Regions from separate parts of the Mus musculus genome. Here all the other regions are linked to region 4. A link is a contact called in public HiChIP or PLAC-seq and promoter capture Hi-C data. All regions are on one chromosome and are shown on one strand. Each heading gives the region's core, a stretch centred on a gene start, on an enhancer-like site or on the middle of the called end of the contact. The rest is flanking DNA. Distances are from core to core; before and after follow the strand shown.

What was found. Promoter capture Hi-C pulls out the DNA fragments that hold promoters and counts their contacts. HiChIP or PLAC-seq counts read pairs in DNA pulled down with a chosen protein or histone mark. Capture Hi-C pulls out chosen DNA fragments and counts their contacts.
Region 1: a contact with region 4 is called in a promoter capture Hi-C map of liver, with 3 times the contacts expected there. The contact joins the promoter of Gmpr2 here to the promoter of Bcl2l2 in region 4. A contact is called at or near these places in 15 of 39 promoter capture datasets (the 3T3-L1 cell line, 3T3-L1-derived adipocytes, the HPC-7 cell line and 10 more), 4 of 484 Hi-C or Micro-C datasets (B cells, muscle stem cells, pre-B cells and 1 more), 6 of 115 datasets of contacts at active chromatin or transcription factors (astrocytes, bone marrow-derived macrophages, embryonic stem cells and 2 more) and 2 of 9 other capture datasets (adipose tissue and liver).
Region 2: a contact with region 4 is called in a promoter capture Hi-C map of second pharyngeal arch cranial neural crest, with 4 times the contacts expected there. The contact joins the promoter of Nfatc4 here to the promoter of Bcl2l2 in region 4. A contact is called at or near these places in 4 of 39 promoter capture datasets (the C10 cell line, cranial neural crest, pre-B cells and 1 more) and 1 of 115 datasets of contacts at active chromatin or transcription factors (embryonic stem cells).
Region 3: a contact with region 4 is called in an H3K4me3 HiChIP or PLAC-seq map of craniofacial prominence, with 4 times the contacts expected there. The contact joins the promoter of Nynrin here to the promoter of Bcl2l2 in region 4. A contact is called at or near these places in 2 of 39 promoter capture datasets (the 3T3-L1 cell line and maxillary cranial neural crest), 1 of 115 datasets of contacts at active chromatin or transcription factors (craniofacial prominence) and 2 of 9 other capture datasets (adipose tissue and embryonic stem cells).
Region 5: a promoter capture Hi-C map of liver shows a contact between it and region 4, with 3 times the contacts expected there. The contact joins the promoter of Adcy4 here to the promoter of Bcl2l2 in region 4. A contact is called at or near these places in 3 of 39 promoter capture datasets (cranial neural crest, liver and pre-B cells) and 1 of 9 other capture datasets (liver).
Region 6: a contact with region 4 is called in a promoter capture Hi-C map of hippocampal neurons, with 7 times the contacts expected there. The contact joins the promoter of Tm9sf1 here to the promoter of Bcl2l2 in region 4. A contact is called at or near these places in 13 of 39 promoter capture datasets (the 3T3-L1 cell line, the C10 cell line, cranial neural crest and 9 more), 1 of 484 Hi-C or Micro-C datasets (B cells), 6 of 115 datasets of contacts at active chromatin or transcription factors (astrocytes, embryonic forebrain, embryonic stem cells and 3 more) and 1 of 9 other capture datasets (embryonic stem cells).
Region 7: a FOXA1 HiChIP or PLAC-seq map of pancreatic cancer cells shows a contact between it and region 4. The contact joins the promoter of Nop9 here to the promoter of Bcl2l2 in region 4. A contact is called at or near these places in 3 of 39 promoter capture datasets (the C10 cell line and liver), 1 of 484 Hi-C or Micro-C datasets (the C2C12 cell line), 1 of 115 datasets of contacts at active chromatin or transcription factors (pancreatic cancer cells) and 1 of 9 other capture datasets (liver).

Annotation. Positions count from the first base shown.
Region 1 is chr14:55,670,423-55,673,824 of GRCm38.p6, forward strand. Gmpr2 (guanosine monophosphate reductase 2) reads left to right here and starts at 1,813. Exons shown (of 10, transcript NM_177992.2): 1 at 1,813-1,962; 2 at 2,284-2,379; 3 at 2,528-2,647. The coding sequence starts at 2,293. It overlaps Nedd8 (neural precursor cell expressed, developmentally down-regulated gene 8), which reads right to left and starts at 1,458. Exons shown (of 4, transcript NM_008683.4): 1 at 1,373-1,458. The coding sequence starts at 1,390.
Region 2 is chr14:55,823,353-55,826,916 of GRCm38.p6, forward strand. It overlaps Nfatc4 (nuclear factor of activated T cells, cytoplasmic, calcineurin dependent 4), which reads left to right and starts at 1,443. Exons shown (of 10, transcript NM_023699.3): 1 at 1,443-1,784; 2 at 2,806-3,564. The coding sequence starts at 1,685. It overlaps Gm41159 (a long non-coding RNA gene), which reads right to left and starts at 237. Exons shown (of 3, transcript XR_874646.3): 1 at 1-237.
Region 3 is chr14:55,852,686-55,855,906 of GRCm38.p6, forward strand. Nynrin (NYN domain and retroviral integrase containing) reads left to right here and starts at 1,430. Exons shown (of 8, transcript NM_001040072.1): 1 at 1,430-1,741. The coding sequence starts at 1,544.
Region 4 is chr14:54,881,759-54,885,359 of GRCm38.p6, forward strand. It overlaps Bcl2l2 (BCL2-like 2), which reads left to right and starts at 1,667. Exons shown (of 4, transcript NM_007537.1): 1 at 1,667-1,748; 2 at 2,039-2,126; 3 at 2,616-3,055. The coding sequence starts at 2,624.
Region 5 is chr14:55,782,489-55,785,833 of GRCm38.p6, forward strand. Adcy4 (adenylate cyclase 4) reads right to left here and starts at 1,584. Exons shown (of 26, transcript NM_001361604.1): 1 at 1,404-1,584; 2 at 1,032-1,222. The coding sequence starts at 1,190. It overlaps Ripk3 (receptor-interacting serine-threonine kinase 3), which reads right to left. Exons shown (of 10, transcript NM_019955.2): 10 at 2,507-2,863. The coding sequence ends at 2,709. Gm32092 (a long non-coding RNA gene) reads left to right here and starts at 1,591. Exons shown (of 5, transcript XR_874644.2): 1 at 1,591-1,762.
Region 6 is chr14:55,641,358-55,644,662 of GRCm38.p6, forward strand. Tm9sf1 (transmembrane 9 superfamily member 1) reads right to left here and starts at 2,014. Exons shown (of 5, transcript NM_001360063.1): 1 at 1,237-2,014; 2 at 1-231. The coding sequence starts at 1,581. It also overlaps a transcript of Tssk4 not described here.
Region 7 is chr14:55,743,829-55,747,131 of GRCm38.p6, forward strand. Nop9 (NOP9 nucleolar protein) reads left to right here and starts at 1,865. Exons shown (of 10, transcript NM_026403.3): 1 at 1,865-2,192; 2 at 2,333-2,782. The coding sequence starts at 1,946. It overlaps Dhrs1 (dehydrogenase/reductase (SDR family) member 1), which reads right to left and starts at 1,856. Exons shown (of 9, transcript NM_026819.3): 1 at 1,613-1,856; 2 at 1,090-1,260. The coding sequence starts at 1,239.

The DNA.
Region 1 (3,402 bases), core at 563-3,062, 790 kb after region 4:
GCCTCTGGCGGTTCACATGCAGCAGGCTGTGAGACTGTGGATGGGGGGCTGGGGGTGGGCTGCTTGTCTTAGCAATTAGAGGGCTAACACAGGTGGATCTCCACAAGCTTGAGAGCAGCCTAGGCTACAGAGGCTGGTTCAAAATCCCAAGTAATCCTCCACCTCCACCACCACCGCCATCATAGATCCACTGAACAGGGAGGGACTATCATTCTTATGATCCATTAAGTCTGAGCCTACCCAAAACACAGTGTTGTATATATTAAAAACAAAGAATAAAATGGTGTTTAAAACTCAAAGACCTGCTGGGCAGTGGTGGCGCACGCCTTTAATCCCAGCACTTGGGATGCAGAGGCAGGCGGATTTCTGAGTCCGAGGCCAGCCTGGTCTACAGAGTGAGTTTCTGGACATCCAGGGCTGCACTGAAAAACCCTGTCTCCAAAAACAAAACAAAACAAACAAAAAGAGTCAAAGACCTATTGCTAATTCATAGATTACCCATGTCTGAAAAACAGTAATCATCAACTTGCCCTCTGACTTCAATCTTTAATTAAAGTTTTTTTTGGAAGGAATGTAGAAAAAAAGGCTAATAGTTGACGTGTCCAGTAACTGAAGATAGACTGAACACAGCAATGAAAAGGTCAGATTAATGCCAGGCCTCCTCATTATTATCATTTTTGTGTCTCTGTCTAAATGTACAGCAGAATGGCCTGATGGGTTTAAAACTGAACATCTACGGGAGTTGAAGACAGAGTACCAAGAACCAACGCATCGATAAGTAGCCTAAATTAGCCAAAGAAATGAGGCTAGTTCTTAATGTCCAGTTCCGACAGAAGGTGCCTAGTACCACTCCGAGCTTAGCTACTGTAAGACGGGTGAGACACTAACCTTGGCTCGTAGTCTAGCTACTGAAAGGCCCTCACTTTCATCAGACTCTAATCAGTGCTGTGCTCTGGAGGGAGCCTGTGTTAGGGCCTGAGAGAAGTATACAATCTAGGCATGAAGAACAGGGGACAAAGCTTTCCCAAAAAATTCTGGAGTGAGGAGCCAAGCTGCTGCCAGGCCTTCTCTATGACTGCAAGGGCTTGAATACAGTGAGACCAGGACAAACGCTGCCTCCTTCTGGGTCTGAATACAGACTGGCAAGAAAGTAGGACAGGCTTCCTTGTAAGACCCGAAGTCTTCAGGCTGGATCGGCCTCCAGAGCTCAAAGCCTCCCGGGGTCCCCCTAGTTCCCATCAAGCCTCGCGCAGGGCCCCGAGGGTGTCAGCCCTCCAAGTTCAGGAAAGGCATGGTTTTCCTTCCCGCCTCTCCCTTAAGGCGCAGCGGCCAACCCTGCACCGAGTCTTGGAAAGTCTGGAAACGCTCCCACCTTCACTTTAATTAGCATCTTCTTCCCAGGTTGGGGTTGCAGGCGGCTAGAGTGCTGCTTCTCCCGCTGTGGTCGCTGCTGCCGCTGCCGCTTCCCAGCACTCCACGGCAAGGAACACTTCTGCTTCCGGGTCACTCTCTGGACCCACCCTCTCCTCTTTCCACCGGGTTCCCGAAACGCTCAGGAGTGCCCTCGTGTTCTGTGTCAGTGGGGTTGTAAAGAGAAAGGCAAGTCGGCTAGGAACAGCCAGACGGCGCCCTGAGACCCCGCGCGTGGCCACCGAACTGGTGTTAGCGGCGAGCTGGAACGGAACAAACTACTTGTCCCATCATGCCTGGAGGCAGCTCTGTCCTTTGCATCCTAGGAGTTGTAGTTCTTCTGCCGCTCGCACTCAACGGCAGCTTGAGTGTGTGGACTCTGTTACCCAGAAGGCCTTGCACAGCGCCCGAAGCTAGAATTCCTTGGGTAGTCGAGTTTGCAATTAGCGGAACTCGTTCGAGTGGCCCTGAAGGCTCATCGAGGCTGCACGCGGCTAGTTGCTAAGCAAAAGAATCTTTGGTCAACTGCCACCTGAGTCAAAGCAACAGGAAGTGAGTACCGCTATGCCGGAAGCTGGTTAAAATCTCTTTTCTCATCCCTAAGTTAGCTTCTTACTCTAAGTTGCCCTTTGCAGGGGCGAAAAAAGGGAGAGTAACTAGGTAAGGAAGCACCTTCAGGAACCATAATCTCTTCCCAATTCTCCCTAAAAATCATACCTGGGATTGAAGCATTAGGATAATCCAGACACTGGATGGTCCCAGGGAGACTTGAAGAACCACACCCTGATCTGACTTTACACAGTTTAAGCGTGAGAGGCGAACTTTGTTACTTCCCAGTCTTACAGCCTCATTTTTTTTTAAATCTAACTCCAGCTTTGCATCATGCCTCATATTGATAATGATGTGAAACTTGACTTCAAGGATGTCCTGTTGAGGCCCAAACGCAGCACTCTTAAGTCTCGAAGTGAGGTGAGCCAGTTGTCTTCCTTGGTTTTTATTTATTTATTTATTTTTACCTCAAGCTTCTAATGGACCAGGTCCAAGAAAGCTGTCAGGTTCGAGAACGATACATATTTTCTGAATGAATGAAATCTTAATGTCCTCTTAATGTCTGCAGGTAGAGCTCACAAGATCATTTTCGTTCCGGAACTCAAAGCAGATGTACAGTGGCATCCCTGTCATTGCTGCCAATATGGATACCGTGGGCACTTTTGAAATGGCTAGGGTTCTCTGTAAGGTGAGATTAACCTTATGCCCCCTACCAGATCTTCTCCCAGCTAGCGGCTACAGAGGAATTGCATCTGTATTCCCAGTCTCTGGCAATTAACAGAATGTTGTGTTTACTATTTTTTTTTCCATTACTAAGAACCATTTGATCAGTTCAAAGATCTGTCTGAACTAGTGAGATTCAAATTTAGATCTGTTTCATCTTTTTTATTATAATCTCCCATAAATTATATACTTTACCAAATTCTTCCAGTGCCCACCCAGGTCAACCCAAGCACATGCATTTCTTCAGTCAGTCATTGTTTGAACATTAAGCAGTCACTGTTTAGTCCAGAAATTAAATACTGTTTTGAGTATTTAAAAATTTTCAACCTGGGATATTACAGAAAAAAGGAGTTTATTAGTTTTCTTGTATGCCTACTATTATTTTAATTTTTCACTTCTTTAAGGTTCTTTTAGGTTCCTGGGAGTTTCTGAGATCTATCCCAAATGGAAGTTTTGTTCTTAAATACAGATTGTTCCCTTTGAAAATGGAAGACACTGCTCCTGACAGTAATATCACTTGCCTCTATGCATGTAGTTGAGAAGGTAGATAGTTGCCTGGGCACTTTTGAGAACATAATGTGCTTTGCTGATTAATCCTAGTATCCCTAGTTGGTGGGTTCTGTTTCTGTTTGTGGCTGTTGGCCTTAAAGACCTGGGTTTTTGTTTGTTTGTTTTTCTGTTTTTGTAGAATGTTTGTTGTGCTTTCTCTGAGATTGATAA
Region 2 (3,564 bases), core at 193-2,692, 940 kb after region 4:
ATCAAACCAGGCCCTCTCCCGGCTCGGCCTCGGAACATTCTTCTCTCCCGCCCGCCAAGCTTCTCCTCCCTGCCCCTCCCGCCTCGCGGCCCTGGGCTTGCAGCCGGGGCAGCGCCGCACGTCACTGGGGTCCCCGGGGGCTGGGGGGGTCCCCAGGACTGGCTCGAGGGAGGACTGAGGGGAGGGAGGGGCGCCGCCTCCGCCGCCAAGGAGCTGAGGCCCGCCAGGCCAGCCCCCCTTCCCTCTGCCCCGCAGAGCCTGTTTCTCATTAGAGTAATGGGCGCGGTCCCCGCCCGGCTCCCGAGTGTTTGTAAACGTCTGACCAGAGGGCCGGCGCTTAACCCTTTAGGTGCTGGACTGGGGTTTGCTGTTGGGGGACGCGGGTCGGAGCCTGAGAGATTTAGAGACTGGAGATTTGCCAGGTTTATTAGGGAAGTTTGGAGCATGTGGTAAGCATGCAAGGAGAATGGTGACTGCTCCCCTGTCTTGCAGCGCCTCCAGTCCGAATCAAGAATCTCCCGTTCTATTCTTTCTCTTCCAAATGGGACCTCTTTATGCTCGCCCTTCCTAGAAACTCCTGACCGGGTCTTCCTTCCCTGCCCAGGTGACAGGTGTCCAGCCGGTGGGCCTAAGTTTTTAGCTTCTGGCCTTTTCTAAACCCGGCCAGGAATTTAGGATGGCCGGGAGCAGAACGTCTTGGGATCAGCGAGCCCAGAGATCTGCAGCTTTTGGGACGAAGGAGCCGACTATCTCCTCCAAGGCTAATTAATGGCCTATCTAGGTGGCTGGGACAAGGGTATCAGCAAAGCCTGGCCTGGATCTACGCCCAGCGGGCTATGGGCCTTCAAAGGCTTCCTGGGGTTCGAAAGTTCTGAGAGGCTTCTGGGACAGCTAGAAGTTCTTCATCTTAAGGGAATGGTGGGGGGTGGCTTGTGGAGGTGGTGGCTAAGAACTGCAAAGGCTCCTTGGAGGTCCAGGTAGAGTGGTCTCAGCGAGGGTGGAGGAATGGCCTCCTCTACAGAGCAGCTCAGAGCCTCTCTCAATCCCAGATCTCTCTTCAACTCAAGATTTGGATGGAAAGGACAGTGAGGTGCCCTTTCTTGGGAGATTTTGGCTATCCTGCTCTTCAGAATGTACCGTGGGCCTGCTACAATGGGGGACGGGTGACAAAAATATGGCCTCTTTAAGGCGAGGGGACCCGGACCTCCCCACCCCCTACGCTGGGACTAAATAGGCTGAGGTTTGGGCTTTCGGTGGGAAATGATTGTCACAACTGTGGGCCAATAGGTACCATTAGGGTTCTATAACGTTTGAAGGGACCATTTTCCAATTCAGTTTTTTCTCCCTCTTTGGAGGGGGTGGGACTGGAGAGATGACCGGGGGCGGGGGGGGGGGGAACTAGGGGCGCGTGGTTTTCCCATCTCATCCATGGAGGAGGGGCCGGTGCATCCCGGGTAACCAATCAGAGACAGGCTGGGGGGGGGCCGCTTTGAAGAAGTTTGGGAGAAAAAAGTTTGGAAAAGTTTCTATAATAACGAGGGGGCGTCCGGAGGGAGGCGGCAGCGACAGAAGAGGGGGCGTCTCAGAGAAAGGGAGGGAGGGAGCTACCCTCGCGTGAAGCTACAGCAGCGTCCAGAGCTTCCCCCTCCCACCCAGGCGGGACCTGGGGGCTCCGGCCGGATCCATGGGGGCCGCAAGCTGCGAGGATGAGGAGCTGGAATTTAAGCTGGTGTTCGGAGAGGAAAAGGAGCCCCCCCCGCTGGGCCCTGGGGGTCCTGGGGAAGGTTAGTGCGGGGCTGGGTAGGGGTCTTTTGGCCAGTGACCGAAGGGCCAGGAAATCTCCAGTTTGGGAGCCTGGGGTGTGTGAGAGGGTGAGGTGGGTCAGAGGATGAAGGGAGCTGAGGGACTACCAAGGCTGTGGAAGTGAGGCTGGGGGCCACGGCATCATTTTTTTTTCCTTTTTAGGTCCTAACTGGGGTGGGAGTGGGGGTGTTGTTGGCTATGCGCCGCCTGCCGGCTAGGCCGACTGTCTCTGGGATGGGGTGCGGAAGGGAACCTTGGCCCCCAAGAGCCGGAGGTGCCGGCTTGGGAAGGGGAGGTTTGGCCCTGGAGTTAAAGGCTTTAGGACCTAGGCCTGGTTCTGCAGACGCGACGCCTGGGGCTGGGGGCTCCCTCGGGCAGCGCAGGGACACCCCTCCCCCTCCCCCTGTCTGGCCGCAATGAGAGGCAGATGGCGGGGAACGAGTCGGGGGCGGCGGCCGCCGCTTGCACGGAATCCGCGCTGCCCGCTACCCCCTCTCCCCCCCCCCCCCGTTGGCTGGGCCCCGCACGCATCACCCTTCGACTGCACCCCCGCCCCCTTTGGGGGGGGCGAGGGAGGAGTCACCTCCCCTCGTCACCACAGACATGCCCCCATCCCTCCCACCCCCAGGCCACAGTTGCGATGGTAACTGGGGTTTCTGCCAGCACCATTTGGGGGTTTGGGAACCGTCGCTAATTGGGTTCATGTGTGAGTCGCCCCCAGCCCAGCCCAGAGCCTGGGCAAGCACACCTCCAGGCCTGGCTCTAGAATTCCCCAAACCACCCCAGCCCACCTGCCCAGGACCAGAGTGTTAGAGTATGAGGTCCTGGCATGCCTGTATCTCTTTTCTGTCTTGTGATGTTCAACTTTGCTTTTGTCCGGAGACTAGGGGAACCTCTCCTAGCTAAGCATATCAGGCTTCAGGGGCTGACCATCCGAGAAACGTAGACATTTCACCAGCTTCTCTCTCTCTCTCTCCCTCTACTTCCCTTCCATTTTGACAGAGCTGGACTCAGAGGATACCCCTCCATGCTGTCGTTTGGCCCTGGGGGAACCCCTTCCTTATGGTGCTGCCCCTATTGGGATTCCCCGACCCCCACCCCCTCGGCCAGGGATGCACTCACCACCGCCCCGTCCCGCCCCTTCACCTGGCACCTGGGAGAGCCAGCCAGCTAGGTCGGTGAGGCTGGGGGGCCCAGGAGGTAATGCAGGGGGTGCTGGGGGTGGTCGTGTTCTTGAGTGTCCCAGCATCCGGATTACCTCCATCTCTCCCACGCCTGACCCGCCGACCTCGCTAGAGGACACATCTGAAACTTGGGGGGACGGCTCTCCTAGAGATTACCCTCCACCAGAAGGCTTTGGGGGCTATCGAGAGGCTGGAGGTCAGGGCGGAGGCGCTTTCTTCAGCCCGAGCCCTGGCAGCAGCAGCCTGTCTTCGTGGAGCTTCTTCTCGGACGCCTCCGACGAGGCAGCCCTGTATGCAGCGTGCGACGAGGTGGAGTCTGAACTTAATGAAGCAGCCTCCCGTTTTGGCTTGAGCTCTCCGCTGCCCTCGCCCCGGGCTTCTCCTAGGCCATGGACCCCGGAGGATCCCTGGAGCCTATACGGTCCAAGCTCGGGAGGCCGAGCGCCAGAGGATAGCTGGCTACTCCTCAGCGCTCCTGGGCCCGTCCCAGCCTCCCCTCGGCCTGCTTCTCCCTGCGGCAAGCGGCGCTATTCCAGTTCCGGAACCCCATCTTCGGCCTCCCCAGCTTTGTCCCGCC
Region 3 (3,221 bases), core at 180-2,679, 970 kb after region 4:
AGCCTCTGACTTCAAAGCCTTCTGGAGGGGCAGGGTTGAAGAACTCGTTACCCAGAACCCCACAGACCCACCTTTTATTTCTCTGAATTCCATTCCAGGGATGAGACCTTGTAAAGGTGGGGCTTGACCATCCAGTCTAGTCTGGCAGTAACCTGAATCTTTTCCCCCTGGGCCCCTTCTGCACAGCGTGCACCTCCCCACTGGCCTGCATACATACACACATCGGTGGCTCTGTAACACCGATGTCCTAGGAAAGGACTCAGTTTAAAAAAAAAAATAGCTGTCCTTTGTTCCCGTGGGTCAGGTCATACTTGTGTCTGTCAGACTGTGACTCTTGGTTTGTTTGGAAAGTAAGGTTCTCTCGAGGCCCCAGCTGCAGACTGTGCCTTCCCAGTGCCAGGCTACTTCAGGCTACAAGACCACATAAAGTGTTCTTTGTACTGAGCATGTCTCCAAGGCAGCTCGGGTTTTGAGAGTGTCCCCAGCCCAGGGCTAGTCTTGGACCACTGATGCCAACCATATGGCTGTGGATAAGGATGATTGGAGACCCTACCTCCCACTGGCTCCTCACACTCTAACTCACACTTGCTAAAAAAAGGGGTTCTCCTAAACAACCCGAGCCTGAAAACTCTGGCAGCTAACCCCCTGCCCCTCCAGCCCTGGGGGGCTTCCGCAGGGCCTGGGCCTAGAGCCAGTTCCAGGCGGTCCCCAGACTAGAGTGGGGGTGGGGGTCAGAGCTGTAACCCTTTACGTCCTGCTTGGTCTCCAGCCCATAGTTTCTACAGGCCCTAGCCTCTGTGGTCTCTCCACCCCATTTTCCCTTAACCCTTTCCTGCCACAAAGAGATGGGTGTAGTAAAGGGTTTTCAAGGGAAGTCCAGACGACCAAGGATCATGTGTGTGTGTGTGTGTGATGTGTTTGTGTGTGTGCGTGTGGTGTGTATGTGGTGTGTGTGCGCGTGTGGTGTGTATGTGGTGTGTGTGTGTGTAGAACACTGCTTGGAATCTAAAACCAGGGTCTCAGAGATCAACTCTTCAATCCTTCCTTTTCCTTCCTTCGAGGAAGGAACTTTGACCCCTGAACACAAAACTTGGGTGGAAGGCAGTTGCTTCCAAGACCCTGTTTGGCCCTCTCCCTCCCGCCCAGCCTCCTCTCCTTCCCTCCCTCAGTCTCCAGCGCCCCTTTAAGCCATCCAGCAGCTCAGGCGAGTTTATCCAGGGGGCCTGGCTTCGAGGTCGAAGGGGAGGAGGGGGTGGTGGTTGAGGGGGAGGAAGGGCGGCGGGAATCCGCTCGGTCCCACCCCTAGCTACAACCCTTAGCAGGAAGGGTTTGTCTCCCGTGCTGCGGCGGAAAGGGACGGAGCTGGGAGGGCGGGCGCGGAGCGCTGGCGGGTGGGTCGCAGAACCCACAGCAGGGAGGCGGTGGCGGGGGGCGCGCCTCAAGGAGGGGAGGCGTGGCTTAGGCTGCAGGGCTAGGTGGCTGGGGGCCTCGGTGCTGGGACCCGTGACACTTCTCACGCTTTCCAGGGGCCGGAGGGACAGCCATGCTTTTGTCGGGGGGTAAACCCCCAGCGCAGGAATGGTTCATGGTGCAGACAAAATCGAAGCCCCGGGTACACCGGCAGCGGCTGCAAGTCCAGCGCATCTTCAGGGTCAAGGTGACCGCTTTCCAGAGCCGTCCTGACACCCCTTACTTTTGGCTGCAGCTGGAGGGGCCCCGGGAAAATACGGGCAAAGCCAAGGTAAACAGCTTCGTTTTGTTCTTTCCTTTCCCTCCTAGTCAGATCCTCTCCCTCTCTCCTGAACAGTCAAGAGTCCCCAGAGGTGTTGAGCTTGTCCTGCTGTTTGGCTTGCAGGGTCTGGGCCTCCCTCCCTCCAGATCTGCGGGGCCCCTGCTCTGTCCCTCTGCTTCCTTCTTTCCCTTCTGCCCCACCCCTCTCTTACATGTCACTTCTGTCCTTTAAGTGTGCTGAGAGAACCTCTGCTGAGAGTCTCTTTCTACCAGCCTTCTCTGGTCAGAAACAGGCCCAGATTTTCCATCTTGGGATCAGTTTAAGGGCCTGCATTTTTGTGGCCTCTGCAACATATGTCTTTGTTCTCACCAAGACACTGGAAGGCCTCCGTTCTTTCTGTCTGCTTAAATCCTGGGCGGTTTCTCTGAGTACTGGGACCAGAGGAGGGCCCTAGAGACACTTGTAGAGTGGCGTTGGCAGTTTATAGACGAAGCAGTAGGACTCAGAGAGAGAGAGAGAGAGAGAGAGAGAGAGAGAGGGTGAGGGTCTGCCTCAGTCATCAGAGTCAGGAAGGAGTAGGTTGGTGGAGGTTGTAGAACCTAGGACCCTGCCGGCAGAGTAGGATGCATCTGTTCTGGAAGGCAGTGCCTTGGGATGCCAGGGAATCATGGACGTTGAGATGAAAGGGCCTGCTGTATGGAGCTGGATATTGGAGAGGCCAGGTTGCAGCTTGTCCCTTTTACGCTCATCTTGGCTTCTCTGCCTGGGCTCCTCCCTCTGGTTCAGTCACACCCAAGGGCCCCCTACTCCCTCAGATTCCCTTATCTTCTCCAGTAGGAATGCTCTGGACTCCCTTCTCTCGGATACAAGCTAGTCTTTAACCCTTTGGCTGAAGCTCTACCCACATCTCAGTTGGTCAGGGCCTAGGTAGGGGAGGCCCGGAACACAGCCAGCAGAAGGAAGGGGAGGCTGGGAAATTTCTCCCTAAACACGCCCATTAAGCTGCTGCATCAGCACTTTTCCAGTTCTGACAGAGGTGCTGGGGGAGGGGAGAGGTGTCTGCCCAGAGAACAGATGTGCAGGGCCCCTTAGTTTCAGAGGCTGGTGTAGGATAAGCTAAGAAGAGGCTTTTGGGTTCTTTATGTTCTTAATTTTTTTCCGTTACTGTTAAAGTACCACAGCTCAGCCTTCATGGAGAACTAATCAGCTGACCAGGGCCTCCCTAAAGATGGAGACTGAACCCAGGGCCTGTGCATACCACAGAGGCCCTCTGCCACTGAGCCACTTACTCCCCCTGGGCCCCTGAAGAGCACTGCTTGAGATGCTCCACTTTGTGTTTCTTGTTTAAACTTCAAGTCAGCTTCAAGCTTGTCAGCATCACAGCCTCTTTGGGCTATAGTTTTTTACCCCTGAGTTTCTCACTCCAAGCCCTGCTAAGTGGATCCAGGGGCTCTGTCAGTTTCCTCTTGTGTCCCTCTTTGCCCCAGAG
Region 4 (3,601 bases), core at 417-2,916:
CTGTGGCTCACACCTGCAATACCATTTGGACTGCTGGCATAGACAGATTGTGAGTTCAAGGTCAGACTGACCTACAAGGAAGAGAGAGAGAGAGAGAGAGAGAGAGAGAGAGAGAGAGAGAGAGAGAGAGAGAGAGAGAGAGAGAGAACAATCAAAACAATCAATTCCCATAATGGATTGCTACTATGATCATTGTGGCTTCTCCGGTGACCACACAGACAAGTGGGAACATCAAGGTTTAGTGGGAGAAGCAAGGGGAAGTAACAAGAAAGAACTGAAGGAAAGAAGCATAATTGGGTTGCCTCTTTCTGGCCTTAACTGGAGTTCCAGAGCTGAAGAAATGGCAACCTTCAGGAGTCCTGGGTGGGGGGAGAGGTGGGAGGATCAGCACACTGATGAGTGCCCTCCTGTGGATCTGCTGTAGTCAGAAAGCTTCTTGCCCTGGAAACTTGCTCTACAGAAAGATATTATCACATGCTGGATAGTGGTGCCTCGGGCCTTTAATCCCATAGTGTCTGAGGCAGAGGCAGGCCAATCCCTGTGAGATCGAGGCCAGCCTGCTCTATAGAAGTGAGTTCCAGGGCAGCCAGGGCTACACAGAGAAGAAACCATGTTTCAAAATACACACACACTCGGTTTTTATATATACATATTTTTACATATATATATATACATAAATGCACATATAAATAGATATATGTATATTATATATACATATATGTGTATATTATAAATATGTATATGGAATATATAAAAATATAAAAATATTTACATATACTATACTGATATACTTTATATTTATATGTATATTGATACATTTATAAATTATATATAACATATATATTTATACTTATAAACATATTTATATTGTATGTGTATATATAAAAGCACATATTTATATAAACATATGTGTATGGATAAATGTATATATAATCCATGTATATGTGAATGTAGATATTCACATGTAAATTATAGATATATGTAATCTGTAAAACAGGTATTAACCCAACATTGGTAACCTGTATTTAGAGAGGGTGTGTAAGATTAGTAAGCTTGTATCAATTTGTGCCTTTTATTGTTTGATTTTTGTTTTAAATAGTAAGAATTAACTCCTGTGGTGGGTAACAAATGAAAAGAAAATCAATCTGATTACAAAAGATGAAGATTGCTTGTGGACACTGTAAACCAAGGCCTGACACCTTGATACCTAGCTGAAACTCCAGCCAAGGAAGAGCCCACTGCATTAAAGGTCCTGAGGGGAAGTATTTTTGTGTTTAGTGTTTCTACTAGCCCCACAAGGGCAAGAGGTTGTTCCCAGCTTAATAGGAACTGCTCTGCTTTTCCTAGGCACGCAATCCAAGCTGGAAAGTTCAACAAGTGCGTGAACAGAAGAGACCTTCCGGAAATGCTGAATTTGCACTGAGCTGCTGAGGCCCGGTGTGTTTCTCTGGGGACACTGCGGGCTTCGCAGGCAGCCGGCACAGGTCACTATGGCCTCTGAACAGCCCTTCAATGGCCCTCTCTTCCTGGAGTTGTGGCTCTTCCCAGCCCTGCCTCCCAGCCCCGCCCCTCTCTCTGGACGCATCTCTGTGTCCCATCATCACCCGGCGCCGGGCCCTCCCTCCCTGCCCTCCCCTCCTCCCTCCTTCCTTCCTTCCCTTCCTCCCTTTCTCCCTCCCTCCCTCCCTCCCTCCCAGCTCCTCCACCAGGAAACAACCGGATTCCGGATCCCGGCTGCGGCCTGACCCGTGAGATTCCTTAACCTGGCTGGCGGGCGGGGTTGGAGACCAGCTAAGGGTGGGGGAATGGGAGGAGCTGGGCCTTTGGGCTGCTCTTGGGGGTACCGGGAATAGAGATGGTGTCGGCAGGAAGCCCGTGGTCCCGGGTTTCCCAAGAGGGCAGTCATTAAACACGGAATCGGTCCCACAGCTGGCAAAGCTTTGGAGGTAGGGGCCCAGTCCCAGGCGCTGCAGTTCCAGTTCTTTCCGGGCCAGACCCAGGCCTTTCCCACCTAGTTCTCTCTCCCTCCCCTTTTCAGGGCTCCACTCTAGCCGGGAGGATGAAAGGCCTCAGCTGGGGGCTCCCTGCCACCAGCACTGGGTCCTAAGAGCTGCCATCCAGGCTGGGTAAGTGTCCTCTTCCTTTCTGCCCCATTACAGCCCTTGGCTTTTCCCATCTTCCTATTCAGCCCCTGTCTCCTCCCTATCTTGTGCCTCTGCCAACATCTTCGCATCATGCTCCTGGGGAGGTCTTAAGCCCCTTCCTATAGCCAAAAAGGGGTGTGTGTGTGTGTGTGTGTGTGTGTGTGTGTGTGTGTGTGTGTGTGTGTGTGTATAGAGGTGGCATACAGCTGGTGCTGTCGTATGAAAGGAATCTGAAGTAGTCTAAAAATAAGATTTCCTGTTGCACACTTAATTTGACATGTTATACGTGGCCAGCTGCTTATGCTCTGAACCTCCCCATGACTTAAATCCGTTGCTCTTTCTTGGCCCTGCCCAGTGCCTCTGAGCATTTCACCTATCTCAGGAGCTTGATCAAATAGGAAATGTCCCTTCTTGCTCTCTGTCAATAATTTCCTTATATTTATGTCAGTCTGTCATCCTTGCCCCTTTCAGCCGCCCGGATGGCGACCCCAGCCTCAACCCCAGACACACGGGCTCTAGTGGCTGACTTTGTAGGCTATAAGCTGAGGCAGAAGGGTTATGTCTGTGGAGCTGGCCCTGGGGAAGGCCCAGCCGCCGACCCGCTGCACCAAGCCATGCGGGCTGCTGGAGACGAGTTTGAGACCCGTTTCCGCCGCACCTTCTCTGACCTGGCCGCTCAGCTACACGTGACCCCAGGCTCAGCCCAGCAACGCTTCACCCAGGTTTCCGACGAACTTTTCCAAGGGGGCCCTAACTGGGGCCGTCTTGTGGCATTCTTTGTCTTTGGGGCTGCCCTGTGTGCTGAGAGTGTCAACAAAGAAATGGAGCCTTTGGTGGGACAAGTGCAGGATTGGATGGTGGCCTACCTGGAGACACGTCTGGCTGACTGGATCCACAGCAGTGGGGGCTGGGTAAGAAGTTCTCAATTGCTGCTCTCCGCATCCCTCTACAAAGTTGGTCTTCATGGGAAAATAGGGCCTCTGATGGGAGGCTGGGGTTGTGCTGGGAAGGGCTGAGTTCCCTTATTTAAGTGGAATCAGACTGAGAGCATCAAGCTCACAGTACTCCAGGGCTACCATGTAGTAGTAGCTGGATGGGCTTCACGGTCCCAAGCAGAAGACTGAATATAGAGTTTTATAAACAGAGAACCTTCAGCGAATAATTGTGACCCCTGCGTACATAGTATGGGTGGTGAGGCCGGTCAGGGATGGGTCATGGCTAGGCAAGCCTTAGCAAAGGATGCCAGTTCTGAACGGAACTTTATTGCCATGGAAGGGATGGGGCTGACATCACGTAGACAGTGCAGAGGAGCCAGGAACGGGGTTCGGAGGGGCTTGTGTGCAGTAGAGCTTCGGCTGGAGCAGCTGGGGATGGGGGCAGTGCTCACAGTGGATGGAACTGGAACTCTTCCTTCCCTCGTCTCTCCACTATCCTTTCCTGATCTCCCTTTCTCCTTT
Region 5 (3,345 bases), core at 334-2,833, 900 kb after region 4:
CGAGGGAGAGCTACCCAGGAGGCCGGGCTACTCTTGGCTATTTGCAAGCCTGTGCTCTTCTACATTGCAGGTGTGTTAGAGTTTGTTTGTTTGTTGTTTGCTTATTTAGTTTGGAGGCAGGGGCTCATGTAGCTTGGGCTGGCCTCCAACTCACTGCAGCTGAGAACTTTGAGCTCCTGGTCCTCCTGTCCCTATCTCTCAAGCCAAGGGACTCTAGACTTGCCCGGCTATCCCCACAGGTAAAGGAGAACGGTGGCATCGCTTGGCTTTCGGAGTGAATGTCATCCAAATGGCTAATTTGCTTGGGAGAAAGAATTCCTTTCTCCTGAAGCCAAACCACTAAACTTGACAAATGTCTACCAGGGCAGCCCAAGTTTCTGCAACCCCTCGCCCCCCCCAGCACTGAGTTCTGAGTGGCTGCCTTTCCTCTAACCTATAAGCCCCAGTACTACCCTACCTCTCGTCCCTCCTCTTTCAGGACTTGGGGTAGACAAGGGTTAGTTCCCAGTCATTTGCCCCACCTTTCCTCCCAGGAGTGAAAGGGAAACCCAGAGTGGAATAGTTCCCCTTTCTTGCCCAGAATAAAAACGAAAAAACAAAAACAAAAACAAAAAAAGATGGAGGAAGGCAAAAACTATCTTTTGGAAGTCTGTGGGCACAGCTAGCAGCCCCACATTCCCAAATCTGGATAGAGAAAAAGTCAGGAAATGACTCTCCCCAGGGACATGAGTAGAGTTTCCTCTCTGGAAAAATGGAAAATCCGGTGTTGGATTTACTCGAGAACCAATAGAACACAGCGAGAAGCATTCGGGACTCACTTACGTCCTAGTATAGACCCAGAGACTAAGCTTAGAGGGTGGAGAGCTCTGTCACATGTAACCAGAGTCACAATTCATGACGAGGTTCAACGCTTCGTTTTTGGTTCCCAGCAAAGACATTATTAACTAAAAGACCTCGCAAATCTCAGATCTTCAAATGTCCCCAGCCCGAGGCAGCCCCTGCCTAGAGCTCCCACATCTAGCCCATCTTACCCTGCCGCTGGCCCAGGCGACGGCGGGCAGTGCCACCAGCGCGCAGAGCACAATGACCAAAAGCAGTATCAGCAGTGGGTACTGTTGGCTCAGGCTGTAGTAAGTTTCGTAGAAGAGATCTTCGCTGGGAGGAGGCCGGGGACTGAAGAGGCGGGCCATGGTCTTCCCCGCCCCAGCCCGGAGCCCCTGCCCTAGGGATCACAGGGCGCTGAGTCAATAACCTGGCCCGGACCACCGCGCTTTCCCATCTCTCCCGAAGCCACTCTCGGGCAAGCCACTAAGCTTTCAGCAGCAATAGGGTTCCCTGCTAAGTGCTCTCTCACAGGGCTCCCAGCTGTGACAGGACTTCTTTATCCTTCCCACAAACCATACCGTGCTAGTGTCCTGGCTGGAGCTGAGAAGAAGGTGCCGCAGACTCACCGCTTTGGGTCAAGCTCCAGAAGTTCTCTCAGCAAAGCTAGGCTCCAGGAGGGAACCTGGGTGGGATGGCTACTACTCACCTTCGCTGCTTTGCTAGTGGCTCAGGGCCTGCCGGGCGACTGGCACTTCCCTCTTGGCGCCAAGGCCCCCTCCCACTTCCCCGCGATACAGCCCAGCCCCTTCCCGTTCTGGAGCCTGACTCCCCTGGCTGCTTCCCATGCTCAGATTGCATTCTCTAATCATCACCTTCTCTCTTTCTTTAACGACGACGACGATGTCGATGAGCAGGTGGGCCGTGGGAGAAACACGAGGTAACGGGGTAAGGGGACGACAAAGGGATGTGACAAGATAAGGATACAACATTTGGAAGTGGGGAGGCCAAGGAAAGCCTGGGAGAAAGCGGGGAGGTGGGGGGGTGTCCTGGTACCAGCTGGGGCCGGGGTGTGGGCGAGGTCAGGAGTGACATTTCCCGTTCACTCTTGGTCCCTCTGATGTGGCCAAGTGTGAACTGTCTGGCCATTTTCAGCTCCTTGAGTTGGTGTTCCTTTTTGTTGGATATAGTTATCAATTCTTGGATACAGAGAATCAAAACAACAAATAAACAAACAAAAAACCCTGCTGCCATGCCTAGGAAAGCAAGGTGCAGGAGGTCTGTGCAGCAGGTGTGTGGTGGTCTAGAAAGCCTGGGGTGCCTTCGAATTTCCTGAGACACCTTCCTTCACCAGGGCCCCAAAACCCAGTGCTCAAAATCAAGGAGAAAAGGGAGAACTTTTCTCCTGTCAGCCTAGGCTTAGGGTGGTATCAGCCCTGAGCTCTGGAGGAAGTACCCTACCCTGAGACTGGAGCATTAGAGAGCAGAGCCCCTGATTCCTTCCTGCCACCAGCTGGACCCTGACCTTATGAGCCAGGAGGTGGCCTATATCTCAATATCTGGTCCCCAGGTCCCCTTTTCCTGTAGCACCAACTCCCCCCACACACACCTCACCCCCCCCCTCCAGGGTAGCCAGCTCCTGGCTGTCCATCCCTGATGCCCTGGATTGACACCTCAGACTCTCTCACAGTTAACATGCTATGTTTATTGACTTTAAGGAGATGGGTCAAGAGTCAGTTTGGGTGTAGGTCCAACTGTCCTCACAGAATGTTGTGAGCTTCAGGAAGTGGCAAGGACTGTCTTAGCCAGTCCAGGTTGCTTAAAACGTGCTTTTTATTGCCACGCTGAATGGCACACTTCAGGCTCTTGCAGTGATTCTCTGAAGTCTACTTGTGGAAGGGCTGCCAGCCCCTACCCCTGCCGAACTGTGCTTGGTCATACTTGGCCGAACTTGAGGCAGTAGTTCTTGGTGGTGCTACCAAGGAGTTGTAGTTCCCAATCTGCACTTCAGAACAGTTGTTGAAGACGAGAGCCGGTGGCCCTTTAAGAGGAAAGGAGGAGGTGATGGTGAGAGGGTTCAGAGGTTAGAAAGATGAAGTTGACAAGCACTTTGGGGAAAGGGGCAGCGACACCTTGTGATCTCCCTGGGGAATGCAAATGCAGGGTCTTCACCTGCTAGCTACTGCGTCCCAGTATGAGCTGTGCCTCTTCAGAATTAGTCTTGTAGAAGCTCAAAGAGTAGTGCCTGCTGTTTGGGTGTCTTTGATGGGAGACCTTCTGGACTTGCTTATCAATAAAGGAACTGTGGGGGCTCACAGACTCTGTGCTGGGAAAAGTCAGCCAATCCCGACTTTCTTTCGTTGTGTGACCTCAGTGGGATCCTCTCCTAGTGGATGTCATGTTCCTCGTCTTAAACGAGGCAGATCGGGTTAGATGATCTCTAGTCATTCCTTCCCACCTCCAGAGTAACTCATGTCTATAGATAAGTGCTGAGGAGGAAGGTGATGGGAGAGCTGAGCGGGG
Region 6 (3,305 bases), core at 764-3,263, 760 kb after region 4:
CAGCCCATCCAAGCTGTGGGGCTTGACGTCCCGCACCGAAACATTGGCAAATATAATTCGATCTCCATGGAATTCTAGGTGGAAGTCCAAATGTGTCCAGAGGCCTATCTTGTGGCTATGTGGCAGGAAGCCACTCTCTTCCATGTAGCCCACAAAACCACGGATTGGCAAATCATCGACCACAAACTCAAAGTAATACAATTCCTCAATGGCCTGGCGCAGCTGCTCCACCTGTAAAGAACAAGCCAGGAGTCGGTTACACAAAGCCTCGCAGAGTTAAACAGGGTTTTGAAGACTTGGCGGTACTCCTATTTTGGTTTGGCTAATTCTGTGTTGTAGGGAGATACTGATCTGTGCATGGCAGGGGTCAGCATCCTTGATCCTTACACACTACATACCAATAGTACCACTGAGCTGTGACAATCAAAATTATTTCCAAGATGGGCTACGGTGGTGCACGCCTTTAGTCCCAGGACTGGGGAGGCAGAGGCAGGTAGATCTCTTGTGAGTTCAAGGCCATCCTAGTCTACAGAGAGAGTTCCAGGACATCCAGGGCTGTTGTTACATAGAGAAAGCCTATCTTAGTTGATGGGTAGAGATCTGGTATAGAACAAACCTGTTATCCCAGCACTTAGAAGGTTACTATTGGGTTTGAGGCTAGCCTTGGCTACATAGTAAGACCTTATCTCAATGTTCAAAACAAGAACAAACCCCTAAACCAACCAAACCAAATGTCTTTATACACTGCCAAAGTACCTAGGTACAAAACTGTTTTCCATTGAGACTCACTGACTGATTCTGGTATATTAGCCCCAAAAAAGAACAAGGATCTCTTTGCTAGGATAAAGTCTCAGAAAAATAAATGGAGCAAAGTATAAAAAGACTGGAATTAAGAAGTTCCAAAATTTGCTAAAGGAAAAAAAAGAAAAGTAACAGGGAAGGCTAAAAAGTAAAAAAAAAAGTCATGGAAAAAAACAGAGGCATGTACGGAAGGAGAGAGACTTGCACAGGACTCTGGGACCTATTACTGACAGCGAAGAGCCTTAGGCTCTAAGCTCCCCGCTCTGCATCTCTGGATCCATGTTATCTTGAAAAGTCAGTTTGGAACATCTAAGCAAGTACACGGGGTTGTAGTTGGAGTCCAAACATAATTTCCATAAAGGTACCATAGATGCAAGGCACCCTTAGTCCCTAGCAAGGAGGGCTGAGTGATATGTACCGCGGAGAGCAGCTGACCTGTGCAGAACTGAGCTGCATGTGACACAGAATTCTCTTCTCCACATTCTCCCGAAAGCGGATCTCGTACAAAGATTCGGCCATTCGGTCCCCATCCAGAACTTCACCCAAACTAAGACTTTTGTGGCGGATCTTCTCAGGACAGCAGACTGGAAGCTGATAGTAGTGGTAAGTTTCCTGAGGGTTATGGTAGGGTCCCACTTTGTTGACATATAGAATGACAGGGTCGCCGGGCTTGTAGTGTGTGACACCTTCCACCCATGGCCCATGGCCTATGCCCAGCAACAGTATCAGGACTGGCAAACAATGGCAGCTCCAACTTCGAGGGTACCCTAGGACTGTCATCCTTAAGGCAGCAGAACCTGTTGGGGGAATCCCGTGGTTACAGAAACTAGGAATCAAATCATGATGACCCGGTTCTGGTCTCTCAAGTGCCCATTGGCTCCACCTCCTCCCTTCGGCCTCCCGATCCCCACACCACAGAACTTATCTATCCCAAAGACGGGGCCTGGCGTGCACTCAATAGTACTCCCAACCTAGGGTTCACGCCTCTAGGCCTCCCCAGCCCGGGGCTGCGCGTGCCAACCCGTTTCTATAGCAACGCCCGGCGGGCTCGCTGCTACGGAAGGGGCACTCGCCGCAGCTCCAGGGTCCTCACTGCGAGGTACCGGCTGGCCAAAGAGGCGCCAGTGGCCTCACGGGGCCCCGTAGCTGCCCTTGGGCTTCTGCCCCGGTCTTCCAGACAGCGGCGCCGGAGCGGTAGGCTTGCGGAGGACCTGACGACGGACCTCCTCCGGGTTGTCCGCCGCTGCGCCTGATTGCCGCGGCTGCTGCCACGTCGCCGGCGTCCGCCCTCGGCTCATTCGAATGCTCCTGGAAGAGCTCTGGTTCGCCCGCAATCCGGCCCGGCCACGGATTCCACGATGCTCGCTCCCCGAGCCACCGAGCGATGCCAGTGGTCGTCCCGGCGAGCAGCACCGCAGCCCGGACACGTCAGTCTTACCACTTCCGCCTTCGCCGACGGGGACCTCAGCTCCGGGAAGGCGGGAAGGCTCTTCTCCTGAGCCAAGAGCTCCGCGATGCTCGCCGGTGTGTCGCGGGCGGCTTCCCACGGGCTCTCGCGCGGCTGGGCTGTCCTCTCTAGGATGGAGAGAGACAGCTGGGGAGCGGGAGCGCGGCACCCGCCCCCGGCTGCTGAGGTCGGCCCGGACGCGGAAAGTTGTCCCTAACCTGGGCGGGGCGGGGCTTTGTGCCGCGTTCCCACGCCAGGGACCTGTAGCCTCCAACACCTTGGTAAAGGTGCCCCTCCGAGGCTTTCTGGAGGCACGGACCGGTTATTGTTGGCAACAGGCATGCGGGAGGTAGGTGAGGTGCACCTACAGTTTGCCATTTCACCCTGCAAGTTGTGCGGGTTGACAGCGCGTTTTTTTTTTAAGATTTATTTATTTATTATATGTAAGTACACTGTAGCTGTCCTCAGACACTTCAGAAGAGAGAGTCAGATCTCGTTATGAGATGGTTGTAAGCCACCATGTGGTTGCTGGGATTTGAACTCGGGACCTTTGGAAGAGCAGTCGGGTGCTCTTACCCACAGAGCCATCTCACCAGCCCGACAGCGCGGTTTTTGATCGGAAGTAGGTTTTTGTTTTGTTTTTTGAATGTGGAGTCCCTGCAGACCTCGAACCCGGGGTCTTTTGAGTCTCCGCCTTCAGAGTTTCAGAGCTTACAGGTACCATCTCACTTCCGTCATTTTGTTCCCAAGTTCGTCTGTGGGACGTTTGGACTTCTCCCTAACTTTGCAGGTTTCTTTGAACGCGTTACTTTTGTCTGGCTCAAGCTGTTGTGAAGGGGCTCTGCCCCTTTTGAACAGTGACTTTCACTTGGCAACATGGGAGCAAACGGAAGGAAGCTGACTTCAATTTTTCTATTCTGGCGGAAGCAAGTACTGAGAGAAATCACAAGCAGCCATTCTTTCCTCACTCCTACGACTGTTCTTTTCTGATCCACCCACTGTCCTGAAGCGGTTAGAGTCTAGGAAGCTAGGCTTGAGCCAGACACAGTGGCTTTTG
Region 7 (3,303 bases), core at 615-3,114, 860 kb after region 4:
ACAGCAGTGTCACTTTCCGAACTCCAGTGAAGTTTAGGAACTGAGAGCTCAGGACTCAGCCAACAGCTGGGACATGGCCATGCAATGGCTCCCTCTGGTGTCCGCTTTAGGAATTTCACCACAATGGCACCTCCCACAACAGAGCAAGGTACATTGGACTTCAGATTTAACATCCGCTTTCACTGAGGGCTACCATATGCAAGACCTTACTTTGTAATTATTCTGCTAATTCCAGGCAAGAGATGAGGCATGGCGTCCACTCTCAGACAGAAGTAACCATCCTCTTTGTCCTTTCCGACTCCCTTGCTGCTCACTTGGAATTCTTACTCAGCCTCTGCTCCTTCCCTCACTCAACCAATGCTCTGACTCCACAGTGAAAAACTAAAGCTATTAGGCATAAACTACTGCTACTTCCTATTTTGCCTTGCCTCTGAAAAATGTGACCCTCCCACCAGAGGAAGAAGAGTACCTATTCTCCAGGGGTGAGCCCAGGGTCCTGCTTCTGTCCTGCTCAAACTGCAGCAATGCCTCGCCTGACTTCAAGTCTTTTTCTTCAAGTCACTTCTTCACAATCCAGCCAGGGTGAACTATCTAAAACTTAAATCGTCTTCTAACTGGATCACCAATCTAAGCCAACTAAAGCCTAAGAGCTTTTTTGAGAGGGTCTTACTACATAGCTCAAGCTGACCTTCAACTTGAAATCTCCTGGCCCAATGTCTCCAGTGCTGGGTTATATAGGCATGCATGCCATGCCGGCTTTTTTCCTCCCCACAAGGTCTCACTCTGTAGCCGGTTTGGAACTCACTATGTAGACCTTGAAATCACAGAGAGGTTCTGGCTCCTGAGTGCTGGCATCAAAGGCATGCAAAACCCAATGCCAGGGAAGAGGAAAATTAGAGGAAGCCACCAGTACAATTTTTTTTTCTTTGCAAAACCTGAAACTCTCAAACAGAAAGATTTTTCTTCCCATTAAGCTCTCTTGGTAGAAAAAAAATCAATCCTAGATTATTATTTATGGTATTCAGTAAACATTGCGATTTGTTGGGGGGGGTATAGTAATCACAGTGATTAATTCAGGTGGTCACTTACCTCCTGGGCAGTAGCTCTAAGCGTATCCAGATGGCGGCCGGTAATGTAAACTGTGGCACCTGCTTTGCAAAGCTGTAAGGCAATGCCACGGCCAATACCCCTGGAGGCACCAGTTACCACACACACTTGGCCCTTCATAGGCGCTACCATGACTCACATCAAAGGGGATATCTGTGGAGGTAAAGAGTCGCTTTGAGGGAATCCTGTAGATTGTGTGCTGAATCCAGGTCTCTGTGAGGGCTAGACAAGTTTGGACTATTTTGAGGGGAGAGAAATTTGACAGAAGGATACCTGAGTCAAAGTCTCAGGCCAGGCTGTCCTTTTAGGAGAGTCCCAGGACTCTCCAGCGTTACACACAATACTATCACGAACCTCTGAGTGAAGCTGACTTGGTAGGGAATCTGGCAATGCAGCCTAACAGGGTATGGCCACGAAGAGTCCTGGGCTCTCTGGAGTTCTGGCTACCCGTCCAGACCCACGGAGAACCGCGAATCCCTGACCCCTGAAGTGGTCAGAGCCTTACCAGCAGCAGACGCAGCCTCTGGGTTTCTTTCTGCCCAGATCGCCAGATCTATAGTTTGAGAACTTTGATTCTTGCCACGTTGGAGTGCGTGCCTGGATGGAAGTCCGGGTGCGGATAACGATGATATGGAACCAGTCAAAGATAGCCCTGGAGTTCCAGGGTCAGACCCAGTGGGGTGGAGTCCGCAAATGGGGAAGGGCGACCTGCAGCCACGCCCATCATGCCCTCCCGCCCGCCCCGTCGCAGACTCATGACGTCCCCGTGCGTCCGGAGCGCGCCGGCGGTTGTGGGAGCTGCAACCGGGAAGCGTGAACGGCTGGTCCCAAAGCACGCATGGGGTTGGGGCCGCGTTCCGCTCACAAAGCGCGACGCCAGTTCTCGGGTGCCGGCCGGCGGGGACGCGCGGCCCGGGGTTCGGGACGTCCCCCTCCCGGCCGCGATGGTTATCCCCGGCTGCCGGCAGCCGCGCGTGCGGAGCAGGCCCCCGAGGCTCTCCCGCATCTGAGCCCGGAGGCTCTTGGATATTTCCGACGGGCGCTGTCAGCGCTAAAAGTGGCTCCCGACGCCGCCGAAGAACGAGGTAGGAGCAGCTAACGCCGTGGGTTAAGTGGAAAACCCACACGCCGAACTTTCAGGGGAGGTCTTGGCTAAGTGATGGGTAAGTCTTCTCCTCCTCTCAGCCTAACGGTTTATTTATGACCCCATTTTTTTTTTTTAAAGAGTTGATGGCGCGCAATATTTTGAAGGAAGTGGAGGCTCAGGCTCTAGCCTTGGCCACGAACAGGACTGGTAGCGAAATGCTGCAGGAGCTTTTGGGGTTCAGTCCTTTGAAACCCCTGTGTCGAGTGTGGGCCGCTCTGCGCCCCAACTTGCGCTTCGTGGCTTGTCATCGGTGTGGGGTCCACGTATTACAAAGTGCTTTGCTGCAGCTACCTCGATTGCTGAGGCGTCCTGCGGAGGCAGAGGAGGAGGAGGAGGAAGAGGAGGAGGGTGGTCCCTCGCAAACTCTGGAGGAGCTAGTCCTGGGACTAGCCGCTGAAGTGTGTGATGATTTTCTGTTCTTCTGTGGAGACACGCATGGCAGCTTCGTGGTCAGAACTCTGCTGCAGGTCTTGGGAGGTACTCTTTTGGAGTCCGAGAGAGGCAAGCCCCGTGGCTCCCAGTCGTCTGGTAAGTACTGTAAGAAAGGGAAGAGGGGTTGGTGAGCAGGAGTGGTCAGGAAGTTCCGAAGCCAGTAAACAGAAGAGTTCATCTTTGTGGTGAAACTTGACCGTAAAGAATCAGCAGACCCTTGGGGCAGAACCTGGAAGGCCAAAGTATAGTGTGCCTAGTAAGGATGGATACACTTGAATTCAAGGACCAACTATTACTAGCAGAGACACAGAGGGAGCAATGTGTTTCACATTTTTATTTCCACAACTCAGAGTAAGAATTTTTTTTTTTTTAAATACGTCTGGGCATGTGTACACACTCGAATGTGTGTGCCTTCTGGAGTGTTCTTGTGGAGGGGAGAAGACGACTTTGTGGGTGTCAGTTCTCCCCTTCCACCATGTGGGTTCTGGGTATTGAACTCAGGTTGTCAGGCTTAGTAGCAATCACTCTTATCATAACCTTCCCGGCTCCGATACTTTCTTTGGAGACAGAGTCTCCCAGATAGCCCTGCTGGCTTTTGACTTGGGTTGTAGCACAGG